2 separate regions of the Mus musculus genome follow, and region 2 is linked to region 1. Evidence: chromatin contacts called from public HiChIP or PLAC-seq data. All regions are on one chromosome and are shown on one strand. Each heading gives the region's core, a stretch centred on a gene start, on an enhancer-like site or on the middle of the called end of the contact. The rest is flanking DNA. Distances are from core to core; before and after follow the strand shown.

Evidence for each region. HiChIP or PLAC-seq counts read pairs in DNA pulled down with a chosen protein or histone mark.
Region 2: an H3K27ac HiChIP or PLAC-seq map of embryonic stem cells shows a contact between it and region 1, with 5 read pairs. The contact joins the enhancer-like site here to the promoter of Nkx6-3 in region 1. A contact is called at or near these places in 7 of 39 promoter capture datasets (the 3T3-L1 cell line, cranial neural crest, frontonasal cranial neural crest and 4 more), 1 of 484 Hi-C or Micro-C datasets (uterus), 5 of 115 datasets of contacts at active chromatin or transcription factors (embryonic stem cells, pancreatic cancer cells and stem cell-derived neural progenitor cells) and 2 of 9 other capture datasets (adipose tissue and liver).

Annotation. Positions count from the first base shown.
Region 1 is chr8:23,151,276-23,156,234 of GRCm38.p6, reverse strand. It overlaps Nkx6-3 (NK6 homeobox 3), which reads right to left and starts at 2,964. Exons shown (of 3, transcript NM_029002.2): 1 at 2,266-2,964; 2 at 1-34. The coding sequence starts at 2,650.
Region 2 is chr8:23,187,132-23,192,090 of GRCm38.p6, reverse strand. It overlaps Gpat4 (glycerol-3-phosphate acyltransferase 4), which reads left to right. Exons shown (of 13, transcript NM_018743.4): 2 at 399-1,375. The coding sequence starts at 1,211. Among named protein-coding and RNA genes, the nearest start is that of Gpat4, 19 kb to the left of the region's middle. Within about 2 kb of position 2,105, at least 31 of the 459 cell types and tissues checked have an H3K27ac peak or open chromatin away from gene starts, as enhancers often do. A contact at or near this core is called in embryonic stem cells and pancreatic cancer cells, where this site is marked.

The sequences.
Region 1 (4,959 bases), core at 1,715-4,214:
TTCTTGTGGATAGTGTCACTCAGGGGGTCTGGAGCTGCCCAGAGGGAAGAAAGTATGGTCAGCAAGGTGAGTGGAGACCTGACAAGACCCTGCCTGGAGGGGTGCCAGCCTGTCCTGAATCTTCCACAGGGATGTATTCTCCTACCTAGGAGCTACCGAGGTCCAGGAATGCGGTGGCACCTGTCAGTTGAACAGCACTTCTGGCATTCACAGTCATAGTCACTGTGACCTCTATCACATCTGGATGGACAGGGCCCCTGGAGGGCAGCTGCACTGGCTATAGAGGCCTTAGAACTAACTGGGCCTTGTGCCTTTCCTAGTTTTCCCATAATCCACTGATGCTGCCTAACCCAGGGGATGCATGGGAATTTCTTTTCTGTGCTAAGACACCAAGACAAGGATGCTCTTTCTTTCACCAAGACGTGGTATGCTTTCTATTGGATCCCCAAAGGGGTCGAGACCCAGCGGCTGAGAGCTACTATCCTAAAATTAGGATGAGTGTCTTCAGTTCGCTCTCCTTTCATGTTAAACTGACCACTGGGCTTTCTTGGCTATTTTCTGGTGTGTGTATGCATGCCATGTACCAAGGCATGGGTGATACCTTCCAGCTGGCAACCAGACCTCCGGGGCCTCTGAATTCCTCCCCACTTCCTTTCTCTGAGCCCCCAGCTTTCCGGGCCCATTGAAAAAGCACAGAAGTGAAGGCTTCTAGCTCCAGTTCCTCGTCCGTGTGCTGCATTCCTCGCAGCCAGCCTGGAAGCCCGTCCTCCCTCAGACCTCCTGGAATCTATCATACAGCCTGGTTTTGGAGCACCAGAGTCATCTAGAGAGCCCGGAGACCCCCCAACTCAGTCACGAAGGAGCTTGAGTCTCAAAGTAAGCAGAGTACCCAAGTGCTGGGTTCCCCTGAAACTCATGTGCTCTGCTCTCGTGTCATAGGCAGGGGACTTCAGCTCAGAAGAGGCAAAGGACCTCCTAATACAGTGGTTCTCAGCCTTCCTAACGCTGCGACCCTTTGATGCATGTTGTAGTGACCCCCTCCCTCCAACCATAAAATTATTTTGCTGCTACTTCATAACTGTGAATTTGCTACTGGTACAAATTGGAAATATCTGACATGCAGGATCTCTGATATGTGACCCCCCCCCCATGAAAGGGTCATTCAGTCCCCAAAGGGGTCACGACCCACAGGTGTAGAACCACTATCCTAAAAGATATTTTTCTTTACTCTTGTGTTAAACTGACCACTGTTTTTCCTGGCTATTTTCTAGTGTGTGTATGCATTCAAGATGGAGGGGTGGGTCAGGATGGGGGAGTGTAGGGTGGAGGTGTGGGAGAGACAGCATGAGCTTATAGTACCCCAAACTATAGGTCCCAAGAGATGAGGAAGGTGACTGTCATTCAGGCACAGACATGGAGGACAAGAGTTTTGAGGGTTTCCATCATTGATTCCAAATCCCTTATGCAGTGTGGGAGATAGAGATTAAACAGAAGGAGAGGGGGCTTTGCCTCTGTCCCTGACACATGTTTATCTCACCCGGAGCTTTAGTGGCTCAAGGAGAACCCTGGAAGTCACTGCCACTCTCTCCCAGTATGCCCCACTGGCACATGCCCCGGGCACTTCCTGGATCCCTGATTGGCATAATACCCACCCCCTCCACTCCAGTTCTCAGAAACCTGAGTCTCAGGGATGGGTGGGGTAAGCCCCCCCCCCCCCCGCCCCGCTCCCTAGCAGTCAGGGCCAAGGTCATCTTAGCGCTCTGGTTCTGCCATTGCTGACATGAACGGGGGAACAGGAAGGTGGGTGATGGGCCCTGGATGGGACCCCAGTGGGTTTTTGGAACAATCCTATATAACATTGGGCTCTTAGGGATACGATACTAAATTCATTAAGTTTTCTTCACCAGGGTAGCACTGTGCCTCACTGTGTGAAGGGGCGCCATGTCTCCGGGCAGAAGCGAACTTAAGCTACGTGCTGCATATGGTGGGATGGACTGTGATCGTGGGGCCTGGAGAACCCAAGGTCCCTTGAAGGGCAAGAAGTGACTGTGGGTCCAGACACCTGTGCTAGGTAGAAGTAGGGAGGAGGGAGAAGGGTGGGGTTCAGTTCTGCTGTGAGCTGAGAAAAGGGACCAGGAATTGGCAGGGCTGTGTAATAGCGGCTGAGGTTAGGTAGGTCGCGTGCAGCCCGGCCTTTAAAAGACCCCCCCCCTCCTGCCTTCTCCCCGGGACAGGTTGGGCTGGGGGTGAAGGCCCTGTACTCACTGTTGCTGCATGGCCGAGCGCTGCCTCTCCAGTCCTGGCCTGTGTCTGCCCAGCAGTTCCGGGTCCGGGTCGGGTACTCATTTCCAGCCTTGGAAAAGCTCCCCACCTGGGGGCCATAGTAGACGCCCTGGGAGCTGAGTCCACCAAAGCCTGCCACGTGGGGGTAGCCAGAGAGGAGGCTGCTGTTCGGGGTGGCAACCGGTCTGCTCAGGATGTCAGTGATTCCATGGGGAGTCCCAGCCGCCAGCTGGGGGCCAAGTCCCGGAGGGCTGAGCTTGTAGAAAGAGTTCTGCACCGAGTACTGGCACATGGGAGCCTTCATTTCTGAGAACTGGGCCAGCTGTGTGTTGTTCAGGAGGAAGGTCCCCTGCAGGTTGGACTCCATGGTCTCCAGGTCAGCGAATCGGTGGTCCAGGAACCCTTAAAGGCCAGCACTTCAAATGGTGGCCCAGAACCTCATGACAGGTTTGGAGAATCAGAGCCCCCCATCCCACCCCGAGCCTCAGACTGCCCTCTGGCTCGGCCCTTCCTCAGAGATGGGGCACCTACGTCAGCCCTCTGGCAAGTCAGGTGTCCAGAGAAGGTGGGCGGCCTTCCTCTTTCCCTCTCTGCCCGCTGGGCCTAAGGAGGGGTGCTTTCCATACTCAGAGCACCCGGTTTCTCTGCCTCTGAGTCTGGGGGCCCTCCATCAGAAGTTTTAAGTTCAGAGAGGGGACATTTCCTTGATAAAGATATGGCCCATTAGAATACAGACCTGAGACTGGCTGAGCTGCAAGCGCTGTGTCGCCATTGGTTGGAGACCACATGGGCCTCACATTGGCTTCTCCTAGACAAATTGCACTTTGAAAGATTGACTGTAAATCAGCCAGTCCGTGTGTGTGTGTGTGTGTGTGTGTGTGTGCATGTGTGTGTGCTCATGTGCGTGTGTGAAAGAATTAGCTCTAGGCGCCCTGAGCCTGGTCACAGGCTCCATTTGCTTACCCAAGTCCAGTATCTAAGAAAAGGTGGGCGCCTGGAGGTAGGGACTGGAGGCTCCTGCGGAAGTCAGAGAGAGAGAGAGAGAGAGAGAGAGAGAGGCTCAGAGGTCACAGTCCCAAGCTGCCCCTGTCGGAATGAATGTGACGCTTTGAGGTAACATACAGCTGCTTCCCTTTCTCCTGGGTAAGTGGGGAGACTGAGCAATCACTATTCTCTGGGGGAATGCAAGTCTCTGGCCTTGAGACCACGGGGTGGGAAACGTCTTGCTTAGGGAGTGGGCCGTGGAACAGCTCTGGGAGTTGCAGGGGTGTGGGGGGTCAGAAGGCATTCCACTGAAGAATGGTGGTTCCTGTTTCTCCCAGCCAGCCTTTCTTGGTCTCTTGAGTAGTCTGGCTGGCTGTGTCCTGGGTGAAGTCTCTTTCTCTCCTGTGAGCAGCCCTGGGCTCCTGAGGCAGAGACCTAAGCAGGGCAGTCGGGCTGAGGCTTGGGGCTACACTGACTATAAGGACGCCACCATTCGCTTTGTTTCTGAGGAATTTTTGCAATCTGATGATTCTTGTGGGTACCGTCTCTCAGTTGATAACGGGGAAACAGAGGCACAGAGGAATCAGGGCTTGCCTGCCAGGCTAGTCTCTAAATTCTTTCCTGAAGTCACCTGAAGTGTGAAATGGCAGGTGCAAGGTGATTGGCTATCTAAATGACTTCTTCCTGACCAGGCCACTGGGGCTTTGGGGAACACACTGTCTTGTGTTTGGAGGGATCTGTGTTTTCACAGGTGAGAGACAGAGCCTTTTCTTTGTTAGCTTTGTTTGAGGCAGAGGTCTGAGGTAGAGAAAGCTGGCTTGCTGTGGAGAATTTGACTGTAATGTAAGCAATACTTTCCGTGCCATGGGTGATTTAGGTGAGGATCAGATAGAAAAGCTTTTACGCAGGGCAAGATGACCTTCCTACAGGTTGGGCTATTTTTTTGAAGACCTTTAAAATTAAGAGTCTCAGTGTGTGTGTGTGTGCGCTCTCTCTCTCTCTCTCTCTCTCTCTCTCTCTCTCTCTCTCTCTCTCTCTCTTTCTCTCTCTCTCTCCATCCAAGAAGTCTAGAAAAGGATGATGAATCCCTTGAGGCTGGAGTTACAGGCAATTATGAGCCCTTGACAGGAACCAAACTCAGATTTCTTGGTGCCATCTCTTTGGCCTGAGGAAAAAAATTGTTTTGTTTTTATTTTTATTTTTCCACCATCCAAAAAGGGGCTGTATTTTGGAGTCAACTTCTAATTTATAACAAGTTTTACTTTCAAAACCAAATCAACAGGCCAACACATTGTAATCCACCTGGAGGACTTAGGTGTGCCACTGAGCGAGGAGTGAGTCTGCTCGCAGCAGGAATTCCTTCTCCCACCCTCGGGACTGGACTTCGCTTTTTGGAGTGGTTTCAGCCACTAAGCCATCAACAGGAATGGGTTCTGTTTTCTTTAATCACCTCTTTACAGTGTGCCTTCAACTGATTTTAGTTCTCAGCGACTCTCTGAGATGTTCTCTTTCTCCAGTCTCTATTAACTTTTGATTGATAGCCCCCCCCCCCCACCCCTTTCTGTGTAGCTCTGTTCATCTTTGGCTGTCTGGACTTAGGAACTCCCCCCCCCCCCCCCACACACACAAAAAAGTTAGTAACTTTTGTTTTTGTTTTTGTTTTTTGGGTTTTTGTTTTGTTTTGTTGTTGTT
Region 2 (4,959 bases), core at 856-3,355, 37 kb before region 1:
TTTTGTTGCCTGGTCCTGAGGGAACAGAACCAATGATTGTCCTGTGTCAGCAAGAATTATACTAGGAAGAGTACAAAGTTAGTCCTGCAGTACATCTGTTATAAAGAACTCTGGGTAACTATGGGACAAGTTAGGGCATTGACATTTCATATTGTACCCTTACCTTTCAAAATGTTCATCATCAGAAAGTTGGCATGCACGGCCAGCTTCACTCATTGTGGAATACTGGAATGTCCGTTTTCCCCCACGCTGTATCTGCTTGCCTGCTGCCTTTTTACCTTGATGATAGAGAAGCAACCTGTGGGCTCCCAGCTGTCCCTTGTCACACATATGGAAGGAAGCACATTAATGCTTCTCTTGCTTTGTGTGACTAATGGTGTTTCTGTTTCCACCCCCAGCTCTGGCAGCATGTAAACAGCCTTTTGCCAAGAACCCAGGTCACCGCTGAGAAGGCTGCCTTAAGGGAGAAGAATATCGGAGGACACCAATGCCAGGCGTGTTTGGAACAGTGCTCAGTACAGGCAGCATGAGACGTTCTGTGCCAGCCTCTGTGTGCTACTGGCAAAGGCTGGGGCTCTCTGGGTAGGAGGGTCCTGGGTCAGCCAGCATCAGGAGCCCCCTCAAGGGAGCATGGGACCAGCTATGAACTCTTTACAGTGAACTCAGTTTTAGCTTATGAAGGAATTTTAAGTAAACGTTACTTAATTTCTACATACTGACGTTTGGCAGCCTTGGGTGTGAAGTGCCAGCAGCTACCCTTGTCTACTGGAGTTTCAGGATTCTTCTGGCACCAAGGCGAACTCTTCTTGGTACTTCTGACAATACAGATCTTTAGGACAAATTTACCCGCTGAATGCTTTGGGGCAGGAGGAAAGTAAAACCTTGGAAGCAGCCACATAGCTGAACAGAAAGCTGCCCCTTGCCGCTCGCTTGCCCGGACACTCAGGACTCAGGTGCTGTTCCAGCCTACTCACCACAGATTGTCATCTGTGCCCGGGAGACCTGGCATTTCTGGGGTGCTCCTGTGACCCTTCTGCAGTTCTGCGCCAGAGCTCTATTCAGGCAGTTGGATGACATGAACTTTGAGATGGAGTTTGTCACCCGTGAGGGACTGGCTGCCTTTCCAAGGCTTGTGCTATCTGAAGGGACCATCTGAAGGACGTGTTTGTGTGTGGAAAAGAGGGCACCAGCCTGACGTGCGTCCTCCACCATGTTCCTGTTGCTACCTTTTGATAGCTTGATTGTCAACCTCCTGGGTATCTCCCTGACCGTCCTCTTCACCCTGCTGCTTGTTTTCATCATCGTCCCTGCCATCTTTGGAGTGTCCTTTGGTATCCGAAAGCTCTACATGAAAACACTGCTAAAGATCTTTGCGGTAAGTTGTACTTCTGTGATATGTTTCCTCACTGGGAAGAGAAGGACATTAGCAGAAAGAATGGTTCTTTTACCTTCTGTGTCACAGAGTGGGGCTTAGACACTGGACATTGCCACATGCAGAACAGGTAGTAGGACATAAGGCTGCTTATGGGCTCATTTTTCCTCTCTCACTGTAATCTGAGGTAGAGTCTTACATTCATGCAAAAAGAATGCACAGAGCCCGGGCAGTGGTGGCACACGCCTTTAATCCCAGCACTTGGGAGGCAGAGGCAGGAGGATTTGAGTTCAAGGCCAGCCTGTTCTACAAAGTGAGTTCCAGGACAGCCAGGGCTACACAGAGAAACCCTGTCTCAAGGAAAAAAGAAAAAAGGAAAAAAAAAAAAAAGAATGCACAGAAAAAAAGAGCATTTGAATTATTTTCCAAAAAAATAGAGGCTATGTCAGAACTTAACGTACAGCTGAAGAGAACTGGTTGTGTTAAATGGAAGCAGATGAGAAGCAATATCTCCTAGAAGTTGATCTGTGCCACAGGACTAATATTTAGACAAAGAGTTGCTAGCTACTTTAGTTGCAGGATCTGTTTTAAATAGTTACCAAATTCTCAGGAATTCTTTTCCACAGCTGAAACTGCAACCTTTGAGTAATACCATGATAATATGATGCACTTACTCATGTGGTATCTTACAGGCTTTTGTGGTTTGGTTTGCTGCTTCAAGCCAAGGATTCAAGCACTCGGCAGTCTTTATTGTTTCCATTTTCCTTTAGCTCCTTTGAACTCTGTGGTATTTACTGTCCTTACAAGAATAAGGTGGGGCTGGAGAGAGAGTACAGGGGTTAAGAGCATGTCCTGCTTCTTGCTGAGGACCCACATGTAAATCCAACACTCACAGCCGTGACTCATAACTGTCGGTCACTTCAGGCCTCTGTGGGACCTGCACCTGTGTGCACAGACACAGATATGCACACACACACATAGTTAAAAAGTATTTTTAAATAATTGAGGCCAAATAAGCAGAATATAAACCCAGCCGGGTGGGTTGAGTTTGCTCAGGTTGCACAGCCGCCGCCTCTTGCCTCTCGTAGAGCTACTTGTTACCACTTGAAAAGAAGCTCTTACAGTCCCACTGTTGGGGAGGATTTCTAGTTCAAAACCGGTCTGAACTAGTGTTTTGTGTGGATGGAGTCATACACAATCCATGCACGCTTCTCTCTGGCCTCTCTGACTTGGTGCTGTCATCGCCTGTCTGCATGGCAACCATTATCCGTGCACTTCTGTGTTCTGTGTGGGGCCTGCACGGTGAATTGCGTATGCATCCATCCACTGAGGAGCTGTTTCCACCTGTGGGCTGCCGGGAGTGGTGCTGCTGTAGACTCATGCTGGGAGTATGTCAAGAATGTAGAGCTGAAGCTGGGCAGCGGTGGCGCACGCCTTTAGTTCCAGCACTTGGGAGGCAGAGGCAGGTGGATTTCTGAGTTTGAGGCCAGTCTGGTCTACAGAGTGAGTTCCAGGACAGCCAGAGGTACACAGAGAAACCTTGTCTCGAAAAAACAAAAACAACAAAGAAAAAAAGAATGTAGAGCTGATGTTTGACTGTGTGGGTACACGAGTGTGTGTGGGGCCTGAAGCTGGTGACACTCATCTTTCTCAGTTGCTCTTCTACCTTACTTATTGAAGCAGGGGCTCTCAGTCAGACCAGAGCTTGATGTCCACCTGCTCTTTCTAGCCAGTATGTGGCTAGATCCTATCCCTGACATCTGAGGCTGACGTTTCAGAGGGGCCACCATGTCTACCTGGCACTCACGTGGGCTCTGGGGATCCGAATTCTGGTCCTGGTGCGTGTGTGTCAGGTACTTTAAGCACTGGGTCACCTCTCCTGCCCCTAGAAATGGCCATTTTTAAAACAGAAGTCAGAGCTGCAAATCTAGGGCTCCCCTTAAGTGCTTAATTCATCTTGGATAATTTTAGGGGAGGCAGAAAGCCTAGAAGACTTGTATATCCTTTCCTGAATATGGACAGCCAACCAGATGTCTCAGTGGGTAAAGGTGTTTGCTGCCAAGCCAGATAACCTGTCCCCTAACCCATATGGTGAACAGAGAGAGAGAGACTCCCTGAAGGTGGTCGTCCTCTGACCTCCACTTGTGTGCTCTGTGGCACGTGTATACGGACTGGGTTAGTCAGGGATCTCTAGAGGAACAGAGATGACTGCGTGAATACATATGTGCATACATACATACATACATACATTGAGAGAGGGGAGAGGGAGAGAGAATTAAAGTGGGTTACAGGCTCAGTGACTTAGCTAGGGTTGCTATTGCTGTGATAAACACCATGACTAAAAACAGTGTGGGGAGGAGTTGACAGTTACATGTAACAGTTGTCCATCAGAAGCAGTGAGAGCAGGAACCGAGAGGTAAGAGCTCATACACAGGCTGGGGAGCAGTGCTGCTTAACACCCACCCACACACACACACACCCACACACACACACCCCACACACCCACACACACACCCACACCCACACACACACACACCCCCACACACACCTACACACACCCCCACACCCCACACACACACCCCCACACACCCACACACACACACACACACCCCACACACACACCCCCACACACACACACCCCCACACACACACACACACACACACACACACCCACACACACCCACACACACACACCCCCCCCCACACACACACCCCACACACACACACCCACACACACACCCCACACACACACACCCACACACACACACACACACCGTGCTTGTTAAGCCTGGACTGCCATCCTAGGGGTGACCCCACCCACAATAGACTGAGCCCTCCCACGTTAGTCACTAATTAAGAAAACGCCTTACAGGCTTGCCTACAACCTTATCGAGACATTTTCTCACTTGAGACTCTCTTCTCTCAGATGACTCTAGCTTGTGTCAGGTTGACATAAAACTAGCCGGCACATCTGGCTAGTCCAGCAATGGCATCTATCAAAGGACAGTCCAAGAATCTGCTAGTTCAGTGCAGTTGGCTGAATGTCTCAGCTGGTCTGCAGCGAGTGTTCTGACACCAGTGAAGGAACACTGCCCCAGCAGGACGGATGAACTCAGCAGGGACAGGGCAAGCGGCAAAAAGCAAAAGCTGTCTTCTTCCAAGTCCTTTATGTAGGCTGCCCCAGAGGTGTGACTCAGATTATGGGTGCTTCTTCCAACCTCAAATGATCCAGATTTAGGGTGGGACTTTGCACATCAGTTACTTGAGGAGTACTCCAGTCGCGGAAGCGCCCTCCTCCCAGGTGTTCTCAGATGCTTGGCTTTAGTTAATTTCGGATGTTTTAAAGTTGATAGCCAGGTAAACTCCTTGGTGGGTAGAGTGTTGAATGTTGAATCTTTATGCATGCCAGATTTGCTGTGCTACTGAGCAAATAAGTCCTTCTCATAATTTTGTTTTTAAAATACACTTTAAGGGCTAGAGAGATAGCTCAGTGGTTGACTGATTGCTACTTTCTCAGAAGACCTGAGTTTGGTTCCCACACCCACATCGGGCAGCTTGCAGTTGCCTGAGCTCAAGATCCAGGGAAA